Regions from separate parts of the Sus scrofa genome. Here all the other regions are linked to region 1. Evidence: chromatin contacts called from public Hi-C and HiChIP or PLAC-seq data. All regions are on one chromosome and are shown on one strand. Each heading gives the region's core, a stretch centred on a gene start, on an enhancer-like site or on the middle of the called end of the contact. The rest is flanking DNA. Distances are from core to core; before and after follow the strand shown.

Region 1 (3,867 bases), core at 778-3,277:
TATATATTCATAAAAATGATTCATTTTGCTGTAAACCTGAAGCTAATACAATATTGTAAAACAACTATACCACAATTAAAAAAATGTTTAAAAGAGAGAGAGAAAGGAAAAAACTATTTTAGTGGGGAAGACAAGGAAGAACCCTACGGGGTAGAATCAGACTTGGAGACATAATTATGATTTCATAATTTCTAAAATACATGTTTTCTAACTCTTCCTGCGATAACTGTCAGGACCTAGATACAGTGACACTCTGGTAGCAATAAAGGCATGCAAACCGGCATTCGGATCTTGATTTTGAAATATCAGTGTGCACTGAAAAAACTAGAGATCCCTAAAGAAATGGCTGATTCCAAGCCCCGGGGAAAAGATAAAAGATGAGCTTAGAACATCTCGCTGCACCAGAAAAGAAGGAATTGCTCAATACAATCACGGGAGCCAGGTCAAAAGGATACAGGAGTCAGCTGAAAGGGACACCTGCAAGGCCAGATCTCAGGGAATGTGAGCATCAAAATGCCGGTAATGGACACGTTGAATAAGAAATCTTGTGTCCACGCCAATAGATAATAAATAAGTAGACTGCTTTATAACAATAGAATGTTTTAAAAGGAACAGAAAGAAAATGATGGAATTTTTAAAAATCGCCAGTTTGCAACCATTAAAGACTGGGCCAGACAAGACTCATCAATAAATACTAAATCCGTGGGGTGCAAGTAGGAGAACAAGACATTTACGTAATCTCCAAGTATCTCCCCACAAGTTATTTGTCATGAGGGATAATATATCTTTGCTGTGAATAAGACTGGCAGACACGATCTCACTCAAGAGACAAAAATTAACGTTATGAATAATGAGACAAACCAAGATAATGCACTTTTGAGGTAATACACTGAGCAGAACACGACATTACCCATCTAATTTTCCTACCCAAAATGCATAACCTATTTCTCAACATGAAGGGACATCCAAAAATTCCAAATTGAGGGCTATCCTATAGAAGGCTGAGAAATTGTTCTAGAATAAAGATGACGAAAAAGACATGATCGCTAAATGAAATACATCATCCTGGATTGGCTTTATATTAGGGGAAAAAAATGCTCTCGAGGGCATTATTAGGACAACTGATAAAACTGCAATAAGGACATCATACCAGTGACAAAGTATTGGAGTTCTCGCTGTGACACAATGGGATCAGCAATGTCTCTGCAGTGCTGAGACACAGGTTCAATACCCAGCCTGGTGCAATGGGTTAAGGATCCATCGTTGTCACAGTTGCAGTGTCGTGCGAGGCTGCAACTCAGATCTGCTCCCTGGCCTGGGAACTCCATACTCCACATGCCTTGGGGTGGCCGAAATGCGGGGGGAGGGAAAGAAGTATTCCATTTCTGTTAAGTTTTCTGAATTTCATAATTGTACTGTAGGTGTACTGAAGAGAATATCATTCTTTGAAACTACCTTCTGAAATATTAAGGGATAAAGAGACAATGTATCCAATCCATTTTTTCCAATGGCTCAGGAAAAATTACATATATGTATATGTGTGTGTACATATACACACATGTGTGTGGGGGTGGTGGGGGTGTGTGTAAGAAAATAAAGCAAATTTGCCAAGTGGTAAAAACTGGATTTTTTGAGAAAAGGGTATTATGTGAGTTCTCGGCATTATTACAATCTTTCAGTAAGTTTGAAATTATCCCCCCCCCCGCCCAGATTTTTAAAAATCACATCAACTTTGTACACAGTATGATACTCGTTTCTCTTCTAAGTTGAACTGTGTGTCAGAGGGCTGGCTTAGGCTCCACTTTCTCTTTGTTACCGTGTTCCCTGTCTCCATGGGGCTAGTGACTAGGACTCTGAGGAAGGCGCATGTTTGACAGAGCATAAAAAAATAGAAACAGAAGCTCCGAACATCAGAGGTTAAGATCTAAAAAATCCCATGCGTGTTTGCAAAACTTCCAAGCCCTTCTCTGCTGACATTAGAAAGGCATTGCTACATGGGCCTCACGTCCTGAACTTCCCCCAGATAATCCCACATGACTTTCCCAACTCACGGATTTTCCATTTGGTCACCCACTCAACCTTCAGCACAGTCATATCTTTTGCAGAGCTAAAAATAGCCATTCTGTCAAGTGGGAAGTTAAATAAAGTACTAGTTACAGTGAAGAAGATAACTTCCCCAAGGCTATTTTTTTAAAATGATGACAATGCATCAGCAAATCAAAGATTTCGACAAAATAAAGGCATGAAAGGTGCTCTGTGGCATGGAGTTGATCACTAATTCTTACCTCAGTGGGTAGGATTGCCAGCTCTGGAGCCAGATCTCCCAGATTCAAATCTTGAATTTGTCCAGCTGCCTAACTTCACCTTTTTTTTTTTTCTTTCTTTCTTCTGTTTTTTTGCTTTTTAGGACTGCGCCTGTGGCATATGAAGGTCCTCAGGCTAGGGGCCAAATCGGAGCTACAGCTGCCAGAGCCACAGCAATGCAAGATCTAGAGCTGCATCTGCAACCTACACCACAGCTCATGGCAACACTGCATCCTTAACCCACTGATCAAGGCCAGGGACTGAACCCACATCCTCATGGATCCTAGCTGGGTTCGTTACCACTGCGCCACCATGGAAACTCCTGCTTGACCTTTCTAATCCCTGTCTACACCTGTAAAATAAAGGCTGTAAAGTCCCTACCCAGAGATGAACTTCACAGACACACTGAACAAAAGCCAAAAACAGGAGAGTATGTATTATAGAATTCCACTCATAGGAGGTTTGAAAACAAGTAAAACTGTAGTGATAGAGGTCAAAATATTTGCTACCTTTGTAGAGGGGAGGGTACGGACTGGAGCCTTCTAGGTGGTGGAAATGAAATTTCCCTTGATCTGGGTGTTCTCGACAGAGATCTGTAAACATTCATTAAGCTGTACATTAAAGGTCTGTTATACCTCAAAAACTAAATGAAAACACGGTACCAGACAAAATTGTTGTGAACATTAAATGGGAAAATATATACAAAGCACCTAGTACATGATAAGCATTCAATATGTCGTTAGTCATATTATTATAATATGTTATAATAATAGAATTGTTATGGAAGATGAATCTTTTTATCAGTCCTCAGTTCTTAAAAGTTTTTCATACCATTTCAAACTTCTTTCTCCTACCTTTGCAGCTTTATATTGCCCTTTAGATAAAGGGATTTAGATAAAGGGATTATAGAGTTCCCATTATGGTTCAGTGGGTTATGAATGCAACTAGTATTCATGAGGATTTGGGTTTGATCCCTGGCCTTGCTCAATGGGCTAAGGATCTGGCGTTGAGGTGAGCCACGTTATAGGTGTCAGATGCAGCTAGGATCCTGCTTTGCTATGGCTGTGATGCTTAGATAATGGGATTACAGTTGACTCTTAAGCAATGCAGAGGTTAGAGGTGCTGACCCTCTTCTCAGTGGAAAATTTTCATAATTTATAGCCACTCTCTTTACCCTCCCCTTTACCACCCCCACTTTCCCATGTTAATGGTTCCACATCTGCAGATTCAACTGCAGACCATGTCATACTGTAGTATTTGCTATTGAAAAAATCCATGTATAAGTGAACCCACAAAGTTCAAACCTGTGTCATTCAAGGCTCAACTGTATGTACAGTTTAGAAATCTTTAAAGAGCTTTTTTTTTTTAAGATGTAAAAAAGGTGGCCAAAAAGATGTGCACTTGGATAGGAGTTCCTGTTGTGGCTCAGCTGTTAAGAACCCCACATAGTGTCCGTGAGGATGCAGGTTTGATCCCTGGCCTTGCTCAGTGGGTTAAGGATCTCACATTGCTGCAAGCTGTGGCATAGGTCTCAGATGTAGCTTGGATCCCACACTGCTGTGG
Region 2 (3,867 bases), core at 853-3,352, 95 kb after region 1:
CATAATTTTTAATGGTAAATTGTAAAGATGTAAGGGTGGAAGCAGAAAAACCAACTAGAATGCTACTGTAACAGTCCAAGACTGAGGTTTTGGTTAACTCAGGAGCAGTGGGAGCTGAAAAGTACGGGAATGTGGAATATACCTCTGAAGCATAGTAAACAAGTCTTCTTGATGGAAAAGCAAGAGCAGCAATCAAGATGACCAGTGGTTCTCACTGTGGAGTGATTTTTGCTGCCCAGGGGATATCTGCAATATCTGGAGACATTTTTTTGTTGTCACAGTTGGTATGGGAGGGTTGAGCTGCTGGCACCTACACGTAGAAGTCAAGGATGCTACTTCACTACAATGCACGGTAGTAGTACAAAACAAGAATTATCTGGCCAAAAAATGTCAATAGTGCTGAGGCTGAGAAATCCTGCTCTAGACTGATTCTAAATTGTTCCCATCCTAGAATACCTATACTTCCAGAAGAATCTACCAAAAACTAGAAATGGAGGTCTTTACTTAGTTTTAATATTTAGAGACAACTAAAACTGTGGTATACACGAACTAAAGTTTATCTCTCTGGTTAACACTATGTTGATTAAGACATTTGTATATAAGTCTAATTAGTAAAATATGAAAAAATCAATTACCAATTAATAAATGTCATTTATTGGGCAGACTAAAACAATTGAAAAAATACTATTTAGTAATACCACCCAATGCTGCTTTTAGTTGGTTTTTTTTTTTTTACCAGTTATGCTTAAATCTGTAGTCCAATAAATTCACTGCTTTCCCAAATACAAATTTCCCCCAAATCTAAATAGATGGCTATGCACAATTAAAAAGATAATCAGAGCTATAAATGGATAGGATGGTAAGAAAAGCTCATTAGAGGGAAATGATGCCCCACGTGTATCTCTGTGCATGTAACTGCTTGGTTATCTGACTTATTTTAGTCCTTGAGCAAGTGAACCCAGTAATTTTAAGTATCAAGAAGACTGCAGCACACAGTTCTCTCTACTCATCACCAGCAATGGGACAAGTACACTTTGAAACCTAATTCACAAAACCCAAAACACTTTACTTGGTAAAGTTCACTTTACCTCATTCTTTGTCCCCTCAAAGGAAAGAATTTAGGGGTAAAAAATCACTGCGATCGACTCCTAAAGCATCCTAATGAGTCTGAAACTACTACCATTAAATTATATGCTACGACATGAGCTGAAGGTCTGAAGGAACGTCGGAAATTACCCAGTAACTGAAGTAGATAACAGAAAATACAAATAATAACAATCGTCATCATCATCTAGCCCTGGGACGGCAATACAACACATTATATTTGAAATCTCACAGGCTGCAGCTGGGGAAAACTATTTCTAAGAAGCCATATGGTCAATTTTGGTCAGGAAATGGATGCTGTTCTCAACTTCAAGGAGCTCAGTAAAAGTGGCCAGGGATACGTACACACACACTAGGTTACAAAACCTGTTTAAAACTGAGTTTTAGGAACAATCACGGTAAGGTAAAGAAAAAGGCAATCATAACCTCAGAGCCTCACTCACATTATTTGCACAAAACCTTCGAAATAAGCTCCAGAACTAAGGCCCCCACCCTGAATTCATCCCCTCTTGTGATAAAACTAAGAAATCTGACAATCTACAAGTAAAATACAGGGACACTTTACTACCCTGAAAATCACGCCGCGTTCCCGCTAGGCCGGGCAGACGTCTTCCGGAGCATCATCGCGCCGCGTAGCTCGCCCAATTCTCCCAGGTGCACTTCTGGAGGCAGCGCTCTCAAGAGTCACTGTTGCGCTGTCGTTACGCCTATCGACGTCATCCCTTCCCCGTGGATACACTGCACGACCCTCGGAGGGAAACCCACCCACACTACTTCCCTGAGCCGGCGACTGATAAGAAACTACTCCTTTTCTTCGGGCTTTCCAAAACTCGAACCATTGGCGCCCGCACTGCCAGTCTTACCCACCGCCCCCGTGTGACCACCGCACAACTTCAACCTAAGAACACAAAGAGGAGGTGCCTAAAGGACCCCCATTCTCGCGAAACCTAAAGACAATTCTCGCGACATCTCGCTGCCTTCGCCCTCCCCAGCCCCACCCCCATACCAGCTCGTAGCCTCAAAACACCGCGAGATTTTCTCCTTTCAGTCTCCGCCCCTTTACGGCACGATGGTCGCACAAGAATGTGATACAGCCTCGACGGCCGCCATTTTCTTTCTTTCTTAGCAGTTGGCAGAGGGGTCTCTACGAAGAAGCGGTAGCGGCCACTGTAGTGTAAGCATGGCAGATTATTCAACAGTACCTCCACCCTCCTCTGGCTCAGCTGGTGGTGGAGGCGGCGGCGGCGGCGGTGGAGGAGTTAACGATGCTTTCAAAGATGCGCTGCAGCGAGCCCGGCAGGTAAGTCAGGACCGCGCGGCGGGATCCCGATAGCTCACGGTAATTGGCCGCTGGCTGAGTAGGCCGCTACTTCGCGCCTGAGCGAGAGAAGTGCCCTTCCGGGCTCTGAATTGTGAGAAGTCTCCCGTTTCCCCACGTTGGTGTTGCCGACGAGAGGCTGGAATTCGGTTTTGTGTCCTCGGCGTTTAAGCCACTTGGAACCCCGACGCGAACTACGCGAAGATGGCTTTAGGTTTTTCTCCCGCTTCTGCGGCACTCACGCTTTTTTCTCCAAGGAGTTAAGATTTCCTTTTTCTCAGAGTGAACATCATCCTCCATGGGATAAAGCGCGCGTAGTTTTACACAATAGTGTGGAAGCTTCTGGTAATGAGTTTGGCAAAGGACTAGGGTCCGTCCGCAGGAGCCATAGTAAGGAAAGGTATCTGTCATTAAAGCATTTTTTAGACTTTCCAGCCCATTCGAGCTCTCTCGCAATTAATCTTTCGGTGGCCATAAGCTTTCACACCTACAAGAATTATGAGAGCACTGGTATCCCGGGTTGGAATCCCTCCTCAGGGCGGGATTGACTTGTCTTCTACCGTTCCTTCTCTCTTATTTCTCAAAATGGCTTCAGGCCCATTATACCCGAAGTTTCAATTTGAATCTACCTCTCAGTTCGGAGTCGTAAACTGAGCAGACCTCTTTGTATTACGTAGGTGCGTACATTTGCCCTGAAGTCACTTCTTTCCTAAGCGAAAGCTGTTTTAAAAAAAAGTATGTTGTGCTCCAGGATGTAATTTGAACTTTGCCTTCGTTAAATTCCCTTAATATAATTGTAACTTTAGAATATTGTTGGTGTGGACTTGGTGTTTAAGCAACAGTAAGAATCTTGTTAAGACCCAATGCACATTAGGTGCTAGACGCTTTTTGAGTAGGCTGTTAAACTAATGGTAATCAGAAACTAATCTTGTGGTGTATTTTCATTGCATTAGAAGTTGACTTCCTTAACCTACTTTTCACCCTCCAGTTGGTTAAAGGATTGTTTGAGTCAAAATCCATAAAATCTGTAGTAATGTAGCAAATTGCCCGTACTTTTATAGTATGAACATATTAATAAAAATGTACCTGTGCTTGTTTATAATCAAAAATATTCCAGAGTCAACAGAAAGACATTAATAAATACTAAGTCTGTGATTTCTTCACTTAATATTTATTTTTTCTGAACAAGTTTAGAATAGCAACTGAAACATTTATCATGACAGGGACTCTGTTAGACGGGTTTTATTATAGATTGGATTGGTAGACTCACCTGAATTATGTTATTCAACTAGCATGTTAAATTAAATTGTGCCACACAATGTATTTATATACTGGAGACTTTTTTTAATGTGTTAATTGGGTTTTTGCCTTATTTGAAACTGTGATATAGTCAGAGTAGACAAAATAATGGGCACTGTTAATTCATCCATTTGTTCTGTAAACAT
Region 3 (3,867 bases), core at 979-3,478, 69 kb after region 1:
CTTATATCAATTATCTGAGTCAAGAACAAAAAAAGCTTCAGAGTACACAGATGACCTTGCTTTAGTTTTTTTTAAATTCACGTACTGAGGATGCTCAGTAAAATCAAACTGGAGACGGATCACTCAAGAAAAACACTATTAAGAGGTAATGTTAAGCCAAGAAAAATGTATCATTTCGTACATATTGAAAATTCTGAAGTCAAATATCCTTAGTAAACACTGAATCTTATGGCTTGGTTATAAGCAAATTTGAGCTATTAGTGTCATAAGGATTAAATCAGTGGCTATTTGATTTTTCATGGGAATTTACGGGTGTTACTCCATGCTTGTAGGCTTCTTTACAAAATTACAAGATAACTTTTCTCTGGAAAGAATACTCTATGGTTAACAGTATCTCAGAATCCGGCTTAGCTTTTGAAATGAACCAAATCATAGTATTTTAAGTAGTACAGATATAAAGAACAAGCAGGATTGAATTGCCCACTATTTGATTTTTTTCAATATTTACTTTGTTAGAACCTGACACTGCAGGTCATCTCACCAAAATCAGCAGCAGAAGCTGCAACTTGCGGCAACTCAGATCAAAAGGGAAAAACAAAACGAGGGGGAAAAAAATCCTCTACACATCACCCTGCTTATTTAAATTTAATTTTCTAAATCAAAATAAGCAGTGACACTCCTTCACTGTATTTTAGGATACATTTCTAACAAGGAAAATTTAACATTAAATGCAATAAAGGAAGCCAAAAATCACAAAGTTTTCACAACTACAATAATTTTAAAAAGAACATTTGGGGAGAAAAATTCACCATGACTTAGTCCTGAATACAAAAAGAGAACATGGAGAAATTAAAATGCCTTGGTTGTTATTAATTAGCAATTTTAAATAGCCTTACTTAATAGCTAACATTTATATGGAGATGATGGACAATTTAAAATGCAGAATGATAAAAGAATAATCTTAAATTACTCCCCATTTACTGTATTCAATTAGGTTCTGATCCCACAATGCGAGAAAAAAAAATTGTGGCAGAGAGAGGAAAAGGAAGTTATCATGCTTTCCTCTACTTAGATAGTAAAATTTCAAAAGAAATAATGTTACCTAAAAGTAAATCAATAATCGTTCTAACTAGGTGGCCATTTTAGGTCAAAAATTGTATTTCTGAGATCTCATTTTCTTGGCACACAATTACTGTTTACAATTAAGCTAAAAACTTGTTCTGGTATTTTATGACATCAGGAAAATTCTTTCCTCTCCAGGCAGAATGCCAAAAACAACTACAGCTAAATGCCTGGGCCTTCTGCTTCTCAGAGAGACGATTCTGTCCTGTTTAATCTAAACTAGCTTTGCCATGAGAAAGGCAGAAAACTTCTTTTGTTTTCGTGAATAAAACATAAACTATTCAGAATTTGAACTGCCAATGTTAAAATTCTAAACGATGGAAGAATCTCTATTGGTTCTGGCAGAATATTCATTAGAAAACAAAACAGGTTGCATAAGACTTTTGACACAATTTCTTAATGGGTATGAGAATGTAAGGTTTCTTTTCAAATAAACCATGTTAACATTATAAATCTAATGGCAATATATATCACAAAATGTCAAAATCTGAAAAAGGGCAAACAAGCACATTTCATTCATAGCTATGCAACATTCATTCATATAATTAGAAGTGAAATCTTGTTTTTATCCATTATTTGTCTTTCTACTTTTGATATGTCAGAGAATTTAATAACAGAAGGCTGAGAGAGAGAGATCGAGAGCGCCGGAGGCAGAAAGATGTACAGTGAATACTTACCTTCCTCCCCAAACTGATCATATATTTCTCTCTTTTTAGGATCACTCAATACTTCATAAGCTTCTGCGACCTCTTTAAATTTTTCCTCCGCCTGAGGAGATTTGTTCTTGTCCGGATGAAATCTGAGGGCTTGTTTTCGGTAAGCCTTTTTAATATCTTCATCTGAAGCTCCTTTTTCAATTCCCAAAATGCAATAATAGTCTTTCCCCATTTCGAATGCCTTGAAATGAACTTAGATTTCCCTTTGTGACAGAAAACAGCGTCCCCAGTCTCAGCAATACAATGATTCTAAGAAAAAGAAACCCAGCTGGGTATTTTAAAAGTTAAAGCAAATCAGCAATTCAGCTTCGCTGTCTTAAAGCGGCAAGCAGGCAGCGTCTCCGTATTTAATTCCTTCCCCAACAGCTCACTTACAGATAAATATACACTACACGGGAGACGGCCTCCTTCTAGATCCTCCCATTTTCACTACGTGTCTCTGTACTTTCTAGAACAGCAAATGCTACGGACGTCACTTCCCCAGCTGCCTCTAGTCAAAGTACTCGGCTAGGTTTTCTCCTCCTCCACGATTAACTATTCATTTTCCTTCTGGCTCTACCATTTTTATTTCCTTTTTAGGAAGCCAAGCGGATTAAGACACCAATATTTCAGCATTTATTTATTCCATTCTAGGTGACAAAGCAACAAAAAAATCATTACAGCTGTTAAGCATCTTAACATTACAATGTTAAAATTACTATACAATAAAAGTACCTTGAACTTATTTTAGGTATTTTAATTTCAAGTTATTCAAATGTAAGACAGACAATACTAAATATGGTTTAAAACTGTCGATAATTTGTGTCATTTTCAAACTTCCTAGGGTCTGCTAATCAAAAATGCCAGAAATTTCACATCGTAAAAGGCTATAGATTATAAATATCAAAAGCAAAAATTTTAAATAAGGACTTAAATGTGATTGTAGCTGATGATCTTAACTAGTTTTTTTGTAGTATACAAGAGTTAATAGTTCAGGCAAACTAATGCTTGTGAAAGCTTCATACCTAATTTTAGTTACTTCAACTAAAACAGAATGAGATCTGCCCTCCCCATTCCTAGGGTCACCATAAGAATTTTTATGCTGCTTCAGTAAAGCTAGAAGACAGGTTGCAGACAGTCAAAACTCTTAACCAGATCAGTTTAAAATCTGGATATGCTATTTATGAGGCAGAAATATGAGAAATATTTTTCCTTGAAAAACACATTTTCCCTTATTATAAATATAATTACTCATTAAGATTTTAGAAAACACAGAAAGAAAAAAGAATAAAATAAAAACTTTCCTATCATACCGTTTTAGGTAAACCCTGCCAAATGTTAGTATATTTCCTTCTAATCCCTTTTTTCTGTAACTATTCATGGTTATTTTTGTCGTTTTGTATTTGTTTTTTTATAACAAAGTTTATGTCATATATCATTTATGTACTCTTTTGATGCCTGCTTTTTAAAATATAAATGTTGGGTATTTATAAGAAATATTTTCAATGTCTGTAACTCATCTTTTATCTCCTATTTGGTTTCATTATCTTTTCAGAAATGTTCCCAATTCTAATATGATATTGGAAAGATGAATTACTAAGATGTCAAAAGAACTGCACAGAGCATTATACATAAATATCTTGTCTGTAAAATTGAAAGACAAAAGAACATTTATCAGAAAAAGTAAACATACATATACATATAGAGTATAGTGGAAAGGTAATGATCACAGGTTAATCTTTAAAGATTCGAGAACACCTACTCTATAGACCAAGCAGCTTTACATTAGTGATTCAGCAATTCTTTCATAATGTTTACTTTTGTGCATTTTGACAGCTAGGATTTGCTCTTTCTCAAAACTCTCTACTTTCAAAACACCTTGGTATAAAAATAAATAATATCTATCCAGCCTACTTAAAAGTTACAGAGGTTTGTCAGCTATTCAGCAAAAATTTTAGTCCCACCAAGGAATACTCAATGTCAAAAGATAAACTTTCAAATTGAAAAACCTTACGGAAAAATGCTAATATCCAAAATCACCATAAGATGC

The links. Hi-C and Micro-C count contacts between places; a contact is called where the count stands out from the background. HiChIP or PLAC-seq counts read pairs in DNA pulled down with a chosen protein or histone mark.
Region 2: a Hi-C map of skeletal muscle shows a contact between it and region 1, with 2.4 times the contacts expected there. The contact joins the promoter of FUBP1 here to the enhancer-like site in region 1. A contact is called at or near these places in 1 of 5 promoter capture datasets (liver), 9 of 47 Hi-C or Micro-C datasets (embryonic fibroblasts, fetal heart ventricle, liver and 3 more) and 1 of 2 datasets of contacts at active chromatin or transcription factors (skeletal muscle).
Region 3: an H3K27ac HiChIP or PLAC-seq map of skeletal muscle shows a contact between it and region 1. The contact joins two enhancer-like sites. A contact is called at or near these places in 11 of 47 Hi-C or Micro-C datasets (embryonic fibroblasts, fetal heart ventricle, heart right ventricle and 7 more) and 1 of 2 datasets of contacts at active chromatin or transcription factors (skeletal muscle).

What each region holds. Positions count from the first base shown.
Region 1 is chr6:135,184,759-135,188,625 of Sscrofa11.1, forward strand. The region is part of intron 2 of GIPC2 (PDZ domain-containing protein GIPC2); the gene reads right to left. Among named protein-coding and RNA genes, the nearest start is that of GIPC2, 31 kb to the right of the region's middle. Within about 2 kb of position 2,028, at least 17 of the 83 cell types and tissues checked have an H3K27ac peak or open chromatin away from gene starts, as enhancers often do. A contact at or near this core is called in embryonic fibroblasts, skeletal muscle and subcutaneous adipose tissue, where this site is marked.
Region 2 is chr6:135,279,372-135,283,238 of Sscrofa11.1, forward strand. It overlaps FUBP1 (far upstream element-binding protein 1), which reads left to right and starts at 2,103. Exons shown (of 20, transcript XM_021096436.1): 1 at 2,103-2,404. The coding sequence starts at 2,285. DNAJB4 (dnaJ homolog subfamily B member 4) reads right to left here and starts at 2,005. Exons shown (of 3, transcript XM_021096446.1): 1 at 1,673-2,005.
Region 3 is chr6:135,253,208-135,257,074 of Sscrofa11.1, forward strand. All of the region lies in intron 1 of DNAJB4 (dnaJ homolog subfamily B member 4), which reads right to left. Among named protein-coding and RNA genes, the nearest start is that of DNAJB4, 26 kb to the right of the region's middle. Within about 2 kb of position 2,229, at least 67 of the 83 cell types and tissues checked have an H3K27ac peak or open chromatin away from gene starts, as enhancers often do. A contact at or near this core is called in embryonic fibroblasts, skeletal muscle and subcutaneous adipose tissue, where this site is marked.